2 separate regions of the Mus musculus genome follow, and region 2 is linked to region 1. The links are chromatin contacts, called in public Hi-C maps. All regions are on one chromosome and are shown on one strand. The core of a region is the stretch at or near the end of the contact, and the rest is flanking DNA. Distances in the headings are between cores, read along the strand shown.

Region 1 (5,714 bases), core at 821-3,320:
GCGCGCGCGCCCGCGCGCGGGCAGCAGAGACCTGGCCAGCACGGCGCCGCGCCCCCGGGTCCCAGGCTAGCCCGGCAAGCGCGGCGCGGGGGGCGGGGAACGGCCCGGGGAGCGCCGGGGCCCCGCGATTGTTTCCTCCCGGAGCAAAGACATTTTTTATCAAGTCTCTTTTGTATTCGAGCCCTACCTCTTTTTGGCCTAGGGAAGCTTTCGTGCAAGTGGAAGACGACTTTCTCCACAAAGTGCTGAATGTTACTGTGCTCCGGGCCGCGCACGAACACCATCCAGTCGTGGGTGAAGCCCTCCACTGTGGGTTTCTTCCTCACCTGGGCGCGGTGCCCCAGCTCCAGCTTCACCTGCACGGCACACTGCGGGCAGGGGGAGGAGAGACAGCCGTGAACAACAGGAAGGCGACCGTTCGCTGCTCAACATTGCGCCTGACATTTTTTTCCCTCCTCCTTGAAACGCACATAAAAGGAAACGGCAGTGCCCTCTCCATCCACGTTTCACGCGCGTGGGCGCGCACACCCCACACCCCCAGATACACCGGGCCGGGCCGCAGGGGCCCCCGGCGCCGCTACACAGCGGCCGGGATTGTAACGGAATGTTACCCCTAGTCGCGAAGGGGGTCGGGGAAAGGGGAGAACACGACCACCACGGCAAGCACGACAACAAACGCGTCGGTAACAAATTAGGAGACAATCAGGAGGGGATGCTGGGGCGCTTTCCCGGCGTGGGAGGGGAGGTGGCTGAGATAGGGGACCGGGGTTTCTAGCGAGCCCCCTCCCCGAAAGTACCGCGGCGACAGGCACACGCCGAGGAAGTCTTTGTGTACGTGTATGTGTGCGTGCGTGTGGAGCGCGGTGCCAGGCGGAATGGAAACTACAGGCAGCCTCTGCTAATGGGCACAAACTCCCGTGTTCTTTCTTACCACGGGGTTCGTGCACAAGAATGAAACGTCGTCACACATACACTCACTCACGCCCGCACGAAAACACGCCAAGGCATCCCCAACTCAAAGCACCCCGCACCCCTCGGCGAACAGCCCCCCACGACCAGCAAGGCCAGCCCAACAGAGCCAACGCTGCACACTTTCAAGAGCCAAAGTGGTCGCAAACTCCCTCCAGCCTCCCCCCACCCGCCCCCCCAGCGAAAGCCACAAAACGCAGAAAGGCAGGGCTACTGGCGGACCGCCGCGGAGCCCCGGTCGCGCACACCGGCCGCTGGGGCAAAGTTGCGAGCAGCCCCGCCGCTGTCAGCCCGCACACTCGGGCTCACGCGCGCGCCGCGGAGAACGCACCATCGTGGCGGCCGCGGCGCTCGGCGGAGGTGCGGCCGCAGAGGCTGCTCGCCGCGTCCCCGGACCGTGCCCGCAGCTCCCGGCGGCGGCGGCGGCTGAAATATGGCTGAGTTATTATTCGCCTCCTTCCACCGGGTGTGAGTGTGTGTGTGCGCGTGTGTGAGCCAGAGGGAGTGTGAGTGCGCTTCTTGCGATTGCAAAGAGGCGAGGCGGGCGGGAGGCGCGGGGGGGGGGGTGGCGGTGGCGGTGGCGGCGAGTGTGCGAGTGTGTGCGCGCGCGCCGGGGGGGGGGGGGGTGGGGAGGAGGGAGAGGCGGCAGCTCCCCGCGAGCAAAACCAACCTTTCTCTAATTGGAACCGCGGAGCGCTGGCGCTGTCTGGGCTGCGGCGGCGCGGGGCGGAGGAGGAGAGGGAGGGGGGCTTTTATTATTTTTTTTGCATGTACTTACCGAGCTAGCCATGCCTGGGGGCCCGGAGGTTTGCCGGGGTGTTGTGTGGTACCCCCCCTCCCCCGCCCCCTTCAGCTGTAATTCATGAAGAGGCTGCTATGAATGAGAGCGCGCCCGGGAGCTGAGGGTAGATGGCGGACATGCTCTGCCTTGGCCCCCACCCCACCCCGTGCTCGCTCTCTCGCTCGCTTATTAAACTCAGCCCCAAAAGCAAAAGCAGCAGCAGCAGCAGCAGCAGCAGCTCCGGGGCCAGAGGATGAGTCCGGAGCATGCGCCGTGGCGCCTGACACCCGGGCTTCGAGCCTCTAGGGGCGGAGGGAGGGCGTGCGGGCGGGGCGGAGCGCGCGGGGAGGCCGAGCGACCGAGCCAGGGGGAGCTCGAAAGAGCCAATCAGCGGCCGCCTCCCCGAAACCCCGGCGGCCCGCAGCGCCACACTGGAACGCCTCGCTTAAAGTAACAGGTTCCTGATGGGGGAGGGGGGAGGAAATGGAGGGAGGGGGCCCGGCACTGGGAGAGCGGCCAGCTGGGGAGCCATCCCGGCCCCTGTGCAAACTCCGTTCTCCCTACAATAAAAAACGGATTAAAACTGCTGGAATGTGGCCACTGCCTGGAGCCCCCCAGCCGCAGGAGAAGGGGTTGTTAAATCAAGTCTTTGGCGGTAGTGAGCACGTTTGGGAAGGGGGAGCGGGCTTGTTTTTACTTTCCACCATGGATTTTTGCGGGTTTGTGCTGAAATCGCAAGAACGCACACCCAAACAAACTTATTTAAACAGAGAGCAAGAGAAATCCACGCTACCAAAGAAAAAAAAGAAGGGGGAAAAAAGCCTCCTGATAGCAATCTCTGGGACTGAACAGCCCCCAGCAACCTTAAATCCCTTTCCCTATCTACTCCGAGCCACCAACCTACCCCGCCCTCCCACCGTCGCCACTGAAAACTTTAAAAAAGAAAAAGAAAAAAAAAGAAAAGAAAAAAAGAAATGAACGCGAAACAAGAATGCCATTTCCTTCCTAGGAAACGCCTCCCGCCTCGGTGTTCCCGGGCTGAGAACCGTGCCCAGGTGGAGGCGGGACACCTGGGAGTGCCCGTCGCAGAGCCTTAGGGAACCCGCTTCCCAGTTGTTTGCTTCAGGAGGCTTCCCCCTCGCTGACAACCTGCTGGGTTGCATCAGGGTCTGCCCTCTCTCTAAGGGCGCGCCAGACTACTGGGAACCTTAAAATAGATAAAGTTAATACTGACTATAATGTGCATAAATTGGATTATAATCTTTAGGCATATTGGTGACAGCCAACATAATCCATCTCTGGGTATTAATCCATTTAGGCTCCCGGGTGACAACCCCTCGCAGAAGTGTTCTAGAGTTGCTCTTCTACAAATGCTCCATCTCCGATTGTAGTTTGTCTCAGTGGCCACGGGTAGAATATCAAGCCATACGTGAAGCGAAAAAAGAAGAAGAAGAAGAAGAAAGAAAAAAAAAAGAGTTACTAGCTTCCTCTAGAAACACAGACAACCTTTAAAAAGGAAACGGATAAGATCTAGACGATATACGAAAATGAAAGATGGGTGTGACTTTTGTTTCGTTAAAGTTCTTGTACCTCTCTGGCTCTTAACTCCTTTTTTGAACTGGTTTGGGGTGGTGGCTGTTTTCCAGAGTTTATCTTTTGTTCACCATCTTTTTTTCTCCAGATTGCCAACTTCTTTTCTCCCTGTGTTTTTTGTCTCTCTTCCTCTTTCTGACTCAACTTTATTGCTTTCTTCTTTTCCTCTCGCCGGGAGACCATGAAAGCACAACTCGGCCCTTGCATTGAACACTTGAGAATAACGGGAAGGAGGTTTCCTGGAGCGTCCCAGGTTCTCCATGACCACGTTCAGTTTTTCCCACTGCTCACAAAGTAGATGATGGGGATTAGACAGGACCAGGTCCAGCCAAGTTCAAAGCAGCACGTTTCCAACTCGAGTAGTGTGATTCTCCTAAAACTGGTACACCCATCCTCCAGGATTCAGCCCAGAAGTGGGGAAACTTGAACAGAAGTCCAAGGACATATTTCCCAACCAAGTCTGTAAGAGTATGTCATCTTGTATGCATGTGTGTTTGTGTAAGCGCTAAGTTAGACAGAACTGCTGTGTGTGGGATATAAGCAAGGGATGACTATCTACTGTGCATTCTTACACCGTTTATCAAATAATCAAATTGCAGAGAACTATTTTGGAATGAAGAAGTTGAAAACTGAAGATTATGTGAATGTTTTTAGTAACTGAAAGGTGACCATTCCGCGTTTGCACTGATTCCAGAGTTGGTCTCTTGGTTTTCTCTCCAGGAACTGGAACTTGTATATTAAGAGGGATTCCCTGCCCCACCCCCTCGACCATGTGCTTGCTAGTGAGTGTGTGTGTGTGCATGCGTGCGTGTAATATTTGCTGGATTCTCATTTATTCCAGCAATCACAAATAAATCGTAGAATCTGACCGTCTTCCCCCAACATCCTTCCTTTCTCAAATGCGTTAAACCCTCCTCCCCAATATAAAGTAATTCCCCCGTCTGCAAATTCGGAGACTTAAAATATGCCAGTAGATGGCGCACAGAGCCCTTCCACCAGCGTCCTTATGTGACCCTCCTTACAACAAAAAGACTTCTCTACCAGGAAAAAGAAAAAGAAAGCACAACCCGGAATACTCCAGGTTCAACTTTGAACAAAGGAATTTACACCAGCCTTTCCATTTGTAGCTGTCTTAATAAGTTCGCTGTTAACAATAAAATTGGGAGAGCAAATGCATTTCCTGTCCATTTATTCTGAAATAATAACAATGTAAGTCAAAACAAACAGAGTGGTGGACCACACTTGGGAGGCTAAAGCAGGAGCCTCTAGGTTTCAAAGCTAATCACAGCTACATAGGAAGCCTGGACAGCATGGGGGCATTGTCTCAATGAAAGTGTACTGGAGAGAAATTTTAAGACAGGCATCAATGCTAGGTAGCAAAAAATAGGAATAATTAAAGTCATCAATGATAAAAGCATTTCCTTATTCAAATAGAAATTATCCCACTGAAATTCATACTGTGATGTATAGTACAGTATGAAATTGGGTTACTCTAATGAACACAAAAGTGATTAACATCAAGTTAAATAAGAACAGTGATGGAGATTGGAAAAGGACCTGTGTGTCTGAGCCTAACTCCTCACAGGACCACAGCTGGCTCCAACCTTCTCATCTCAGCAGTTTGCTAGTTTGGAACTTCAGAGCAGTTCAAGTGTTTCTGCCAGAACAAAAGGAAAAAATAGCTTTTTCAGGTGTAATTAGGGTGTTATAAAACACTCTAAAGTAAATTTTACCCATTCACTATGTCAGGTTGTTGGTACACACACACTCAACGAATCGAATCATCAAAAATTAGCCACTGTCCATCCTTGGCTATATGGGTTTGTCAGGGAAGGGGAAGGCCCATGAAAAAACTATTAGCTACTAGAACAGACAGTAGACATTTTGGTAGCTGCACATTCAGAATAACTAAGGCTTCCCCCTCCATAGCCTGCTGGGTGTTTGTTTGTTTGTTTGATGAAATACATCCATACATCTGTTTACCAAAACTGGACCATATGTCAAGTACAAGACTGTAAGAATGATAAGAGTCAGAGTGGAATTCAGCCTGTAGAATGCTTGCCCCATACCAGAAGCCGAAAGTTTGCATCTCTGTACTCGAATTAACTAGTCATGATGGACACACTAATAATTCCTATACTCAGTGGGAGGTAGAAGTAGGAGAATTTAGAAATCCAAGGCTACACAGAGAATTTGAAGTTAGCCTAGTGTGTATGAGACCTTACCTTTAAAATAATTAATAAAAATAAAATAAAAATGAATGTTGGTTCCTGCTGTCATACAAACCACAGCTCTGTGACACAGAGGAGAAACTTCACCAAAATCATTTCTTCTTTCTTTGAATTTCATTTACACCTAAGGTTGGGATACT
Region 2 (5,714 bases), core at 2,320-4,819, 130 kb after region 1:
CGAGCAGGTAGAGAGATGCTTTTAAAATGCATATTTGATGGAGTAAGTGCTGTGCATTGCTCTGAAAGCTCCAGGGTCACAGCTGCACACATGGAAATGCACGGTGACTTGCAGGCATTGTTTCTCACACAGAGAAAGGCGCTCAGTGCCAGTCACTGAATTCACCATGTAAATCAAATCATAGCTTTCTGATGCTCGGAGATGAGGCAAAAGGTTGAGGTGACCTAAAGGTTACAGATAACTTTTGCTTCCTGATTTAACTGCCACACAGCTAATTTTTTTATTCGCTCATTTCTATTAAGATTGATGCACTTATTCTTGTAAAGGTGACTACCGTTGCATACCTTATTTTATCATTGCCTCGGTGATAGTCTGGTGGGACCGTGCATATATCATTCTCCTTTCCCTCTGCTCCCTAATTTCAGATGCGCTCACTGCTCTCCACTGTCAGTAATGCTAGTGAAAGGTGGGGGGGGGGGCAAGGAAATATTTGCATCTAAGTTTGTAGGCTTCTCTGTCGACCCCATCCCCCGCACTCTGAACAGTATTGACTCTGGAACAAAACTGATTTTTCATGATCTTCTATATTCTTTCGTTTATGACTACATAAATACATAGGGACATGTTTGGTGTGTGTGTGTGTGTGTGTAATTATATTCATTATAGAAGTGCATTTGACACACAATGAGGAAGAAAAAATATTAAGACAGAGATCCAACTTTTAGGCTGACATAATTCACTCTGGGTAGTGTTAATGGAACTCTTCTATTTGTTAGATACTATGTTATATACTTTATTAAGAATATCAGTAAAAATGCTTGCATGTCACAAAGTAGGAAAGTGCCAAAGAATGTTCAACATACTGGTTCATGTGGCATGCCAAAAGAAAACCAAAGCACACTAAGAGATTTACAGGCGCTGGAGGCCAATGGAGGGTGACCCGCTTGTCTGATTTGTATTGATTTTGCTCTTTAGAAATGATGTTATTCTCCTTTAAGGAGAAAGCAGATCTATAGGCTATCTCAGGAGCTAGATAATTCCGGTTTAATCATCCTTCTGGACACAGCACTTTCCTAGGAAGCAGACAATATAGAATGGTTTTTCTCTCTGAGATAAAAATAGGTGAGGCCTGCATTTCACAGACATTGCCCTTAGAGCCATTCAAGCTTACCATATAATTACAGATGGGGGCGCCATCTTTGTGGTTTGTTTCCTTTGCAGGGCTTGATTGTATCCTGTGCATCCTCTGCCTGGGATTTAATGTTCATGTGGGTTATGCATCAGCTATTAGCTATCTAGCCTGAGCTCATTTTAAAGATGAAGGAACATTGGTCAAGAGAGACTAATTCTCTTGCCAGAGAACTCGTGCTTTGCTGGAGAATGAGAATTTGGAGACAGATGTATTTTTCAGTTGCTAGAGTTCTTGCTTAGTATGTGTAGGCATTGGGTTTGATCTGTGTGAATGGGGTATTGTGGTGCACACCTATCATCCCAGCACTGGGGAGGCAGAGGCAGGCTATATAGTGACTTGGAAGCCAGTCTGGGCTACATGAGAATCGAATTTTTTTTTTTTTTTTTTTTTTTTTGTGTGTGTAGTTCTGTGTTCCTTGCTCCCACTGTCACATCCTTTCTCTCTAGTTTCAGTTTTATTTGATATAAGGACATGACTATTAAAAAAAAAGAGTCCAAGCATGCTGCATGGCTTGTATAAAATCTACTACAGTGATGACAGGGATGGTGGCATCCACACTTGGCTGTATTTTCAAGATGTCCTACTTTGTGGCTACCACCATTAGTTACAAATGACCTGGTTGGCTGGAGGGTCAGCCATACATTTTAAACAAAGATGGGGTAATTTAACTATTGTAGCTTGAGTAGCAGATTTGAGAATGATTGAATTAATGAGTGGATTTATTGAAGGAAAGCGGGTGTATTTTGGTCTAGAGTTCCAGTTCCAGCTCATCATGGTAGAGATCTCATGGAGCAGGAAGGGATCTGAAGGCAGCCATAATCAGGAAGTACACAAGTGTGCTTCTCGTTTGCCAGCCTGCTGTCTCCCTCCCTCCCCCTCCCTCCCTTCTCCCTCCCTCCCTCCCTCCCTCCCTCTCCCCTTCTCTGTCTCTCTCCTTCTCTCTCCCTCCCCCACTCTGGTACTTCCCAATTAAATTTTTGGAGTTTAAATTGTGTATCCTTTCAAATGCCTGGAACTTTCTCATTTGAATACATGTTAAAGAAAGAAGTTGAATGGCTAACAAACAACAAGTGAGAGGAAGAAAGAAAAAATTTGAATAATCCATAAATTTAATAATCAAATCTTGAATATATCAAGAGTGAACTATACTCAGCCTTATGACATTTTTCATGCTCTAATTATAATATTTTTGATAGGATAATAACTTCATTTTCTGTCATACTCAAATTAGCATCTGTATTCTCTAATGATGTTTATTTTAGAATAAGACTTATTTTGTAAAGGAATAATTTTACGTTTTTCCCCCACTTTAAGCCTTTTCAGTTTTCTTGTGCATCCAATGCTAATTTTTGTTAAGCGTATTTCCATAAGAAATGTAAGTTTTTGGTCATGATTGATGACTTTCAGTGCTGTTTAAGTTAAAGCCCGGTCGGCTTTGTGCTTCGCTTTGCACTTGCTGTGGACTTCAGGTAGTGATTCTGAACCAGAGGCAGTTTCACCCCAACGAGGACATTAGGCAGAGTCAGAGGACACGTTTGATTGTCAGTACTTGGAGGAAGTTTAAGAGCTCCTGGTGGAGGAGGCTAGGTTGCTGTTGATCAAGCTTTGCCCCTGCTGTGAAGACTGTCTATATAACACGCCAGTAGTGCTAAGAGGCAGTCAGTCTCATGCATGGAAGTGGTGCAGTTTGTTTAATTAAGATATATCCATTCTATTATGTGAGTGTAAGCCTTTGTGTATTATTTTTTACGTGTATTCACATATCAATTTGATGATTCACAAGGGAAAATTTAGCTTTTTGGTTTATTATGCTTAAAAACAAAACTTTGGCAACTATAATTGATTTTAGGTTATTTGTGTTGTTTGAAAAAGTATAATATTCGTAATCCAAACCTAATCAATAAGAGTCAATGTTTGCATTTTTTATGCCACTTCTTTCAAGGTTATCAGCCTCTTGTAATCAGTATCATACGTTACTTTTTACAGTATTGTCACTTAGAATGCATTCAATTTCCTGGAGAAATTAATTATCTAGAGGTCTAAATCAGTAATTAATTTGGACCTTTATTCTCGTATATTCTACTCAATCTAATCTTTAGGGATTAACTTTGAGATGCTAACTGGAATTGACTGAATCCAGTAGCTGGTGAAATAGACCCTTTCATTTCCTGCAACAAAGTGAATGGTTCCTTCTATTCTGAGTGTAACAAAGCTGTGTCAGATGAGAGCTGGTTGCATATGTGTGTAATTTCTACTACTTTAAGATGACTGTGTTTTATTTCTGTTGACCTGGTTTAATTTGAATGTGTTGTCAAGGGGAGATCTGTCATTGTTATCTTGTTGGGGTAGGAGAGACAGGAAGAGGAATGAAGATGAGAGGGTTAATAAGAGGCAGTGGGGTTTTGGGGGAAACAGGAAGAGGAGAGGCCAGGTTGGGCAAGGAGCTGGTTTCTCTTTCTTTTTCTTTTTTTAGAGTTTATTTTATGCGCAATGGTATTTTGCCTGTATGTTTGGCATGAGTGGGTGCCAGATGGCCTGGAACTGGAGTTGCGGACGTTGTGAGCTGCCATGGGTTGCTGGGAATTGAACCCAGGCCCACTTGAAGAGCAGCCGGTGCTCTGAACCACTTAGCCATCTCTGCAAGAGCCGACTTCTAAGAGAGGAATTGGAAATCATTTCAGAGCTTAGTGATTACATAAAAGCTTGGTTGTAAATTTTTCAGATTATCTTCTTAAGTAGTCATGAACGCCACCCTTAGCTGGAGGGTTAGTGACTGGTCCTGTACAAAACTCCTTACACCAGCATGCTTATCAGAAGAGCACATAGGGGCAGTAACTGCTGTTAGTGTTCAAGACCTTATCCTGCTGTGATGTGCTGAGTGGCATTTAGGACTTGGGAGTATTTGGACTTCGTATCTCTGACACCCAGGATGGAAGGTGATTCTGGATAGCTTTACTTGCCAAAGAGTTTGGGATTGATATACATGATTTTGATGTGAGTTTTGAGGCTTGGTGTAAAAGGTTGGGTGGAACTACCTCTTAGCAATGACCTTAATCTGGCAGTCAGAAATAGCCTGTGTGTTAATGAGCAAGCTGCTGGCCTATGAGATAAGATCTACTAAAATTTGTTCTTTGTAAAAGAGTATAAACAGAAATATTCCTACCCTTGACTTCCTTCTTCAGAGGTTTTTATTTTCATTTTTTCCCTTTGTAGCAGCTTTCAGAGTGTGGAACATATTAGAATCACCTAGAGAGTTTTGAAAAGTTGCTTATGCATGAACACTATTCCTAGCAACCCCAAGGTAACTGAGGCTTCGGCATTGGGTGAGAGCTACACTCTGACCTATATTTCATGCCAGGGCTTTAGTAGATCTGCATGGGCTACGGGGATCTGTGTTTCACACTTTCTAGGTAATGATGCTGATATGCTGGAAAACCCACCATGCTTTAAGAACCAAGAAGAGCCATGGTCCATGCTGGTAGAGTATATGCAGAGGCAGGAGGATTATGATTCTGAGTTCAGGCTGGGTTAGACCTTTACAAGGCTGCTGAGATGACGGCTGAGTGGGTAAAAGCTCTTGCAAGCCCGATGGCCTGAGTTCATTCCTAGAACCCACGTGAAAAGTCAGATGTGGGAGAGTGTATCGGAATTCACACTGCTATGTGGAGATGGGAATTGGAGACAGACTTGCCTGGAAGGTACTTCACTGCAGAGCCGGCAGGATACTCTGCAGCCAGCAGGACACTCTGCAGTCCGAGCAAGAGAGTAAGGCAAGAGCCGACTCTCAAAAGTTCTCTCGTGGCTTCCACACATGCTGTGTGGTACAATAAACAGACAGATAAGCAAACAAACAAACATTTAAAAGGAATCAGGAGGGTTGTTCCTAGGAAGTTGCTTGCATCCTGCAGGTGTGACTCAGTGGTAAAGAGCTCGTTTGCCCAGCATGGGAGACCCTTGGCCTGATCCCTGGCATTGCACAGATAAGTCCTAAGAAATATTCATCTGTATCCACTTGCTACCAAGCCTGATGACTTGAATTCAATCCCTTGAACCCACGTGGTGGAAGGGGACCTAACTCCCAAGAGCTGTCCTGTGATTTTCACATTCAGTCCATGGTGCCTTTCTCCCCCAAATGCATAAATAAATATAAAATAAAAACAAAAAACAAAAAGCAAAACCCCTTGGTACATTTACAACTATAATTAGGATTTTGAACTCTTGAAAAGAATCTGTTATGCTTTTTTATTCTTCCTAAAGCTCCATTCTCTGAGAATCCTCCAGATTTCAGATTCTCTGTTTAATAAAGCCTTTTTAGATATCTTAATGGAAATAGGCCAAGTACTACAAATCCCTGTACAACAGTGGTTTGAAAGCATTTTCAGCTTGGAAGCTTTCTTATTTGAGATGGGAGGAATATTGTCTTTTCCTTTATACTAAATATGCTGGAAGACACAGAACTGTGCATGTACTGAGACTCTAGAAAAAAATGAGGATGAACCAGGGAGATGCCTCAGTGCTAGGA

The links. A called contact is a pair of places that touch in the nucleus more often than the background predicts.
Region 2: a contact with region 1 is called in a Hi-C map of group 2 innate lymphoid cells, with 2.8 times the contacts expected there. The contact joins the enhancer-like site here to the promoter of Mllt3 in region 1. A contact is called at or near these places in 3 of 39 promoter capture datasets (hematopoietic stem and progenitor cells and liver), 1 of 15 datasets of contacts at CTCF or cohesin (pro-B cells), 19 of 484 Hi-C or Micro-C datasets (CD4 T cells, CD8 T cells, the G1E-ER4 cell line and 10 more), 4 of 115 datasets of contacts at active chromatin or transcription factors (CD8 T cells, effector CD8 T cells, embryonic fibroblasts and 1 more) and 4 of 9 other capture datasets (adipose tissue, liver, macrophages and 1 more).

The regions. Positions count from the first base shown.
Region 1 is chr4:88,031,337-88,037,050 of GRCm38.p6, forward strand. It overlaps Mllt3 (myeloid/lymphoid or mixed-lineage leukemia; translocated to, 3), which reads right to left and starts at 2,071. Exons shown (of 11, transcript NM_027326.3): 1 at 1,748-2,071; 2 at 188-368. The coding sequence starts at 1,759.
Region 2 is chr4:88,163,617-88,169,330 of GRCm38.p6, forward strand. The region is part of intron 5 of Focad (focadhesin); the gene reads left to right. Among named protein-coding and RNA genes, the nearest start is that of Mir491, 44 kb to the left of the region's middle. Within about 2 kb of position 3,570, at least 62 of the 459 cell types and tissues checked have an H3K27ac peak or open chromatin away from gene starts, as enhancers often do. A contact at or near this core is called in CD8 T cells, the G1E-ER4 cell line, Th1 cells and 8 more, where this site is marked.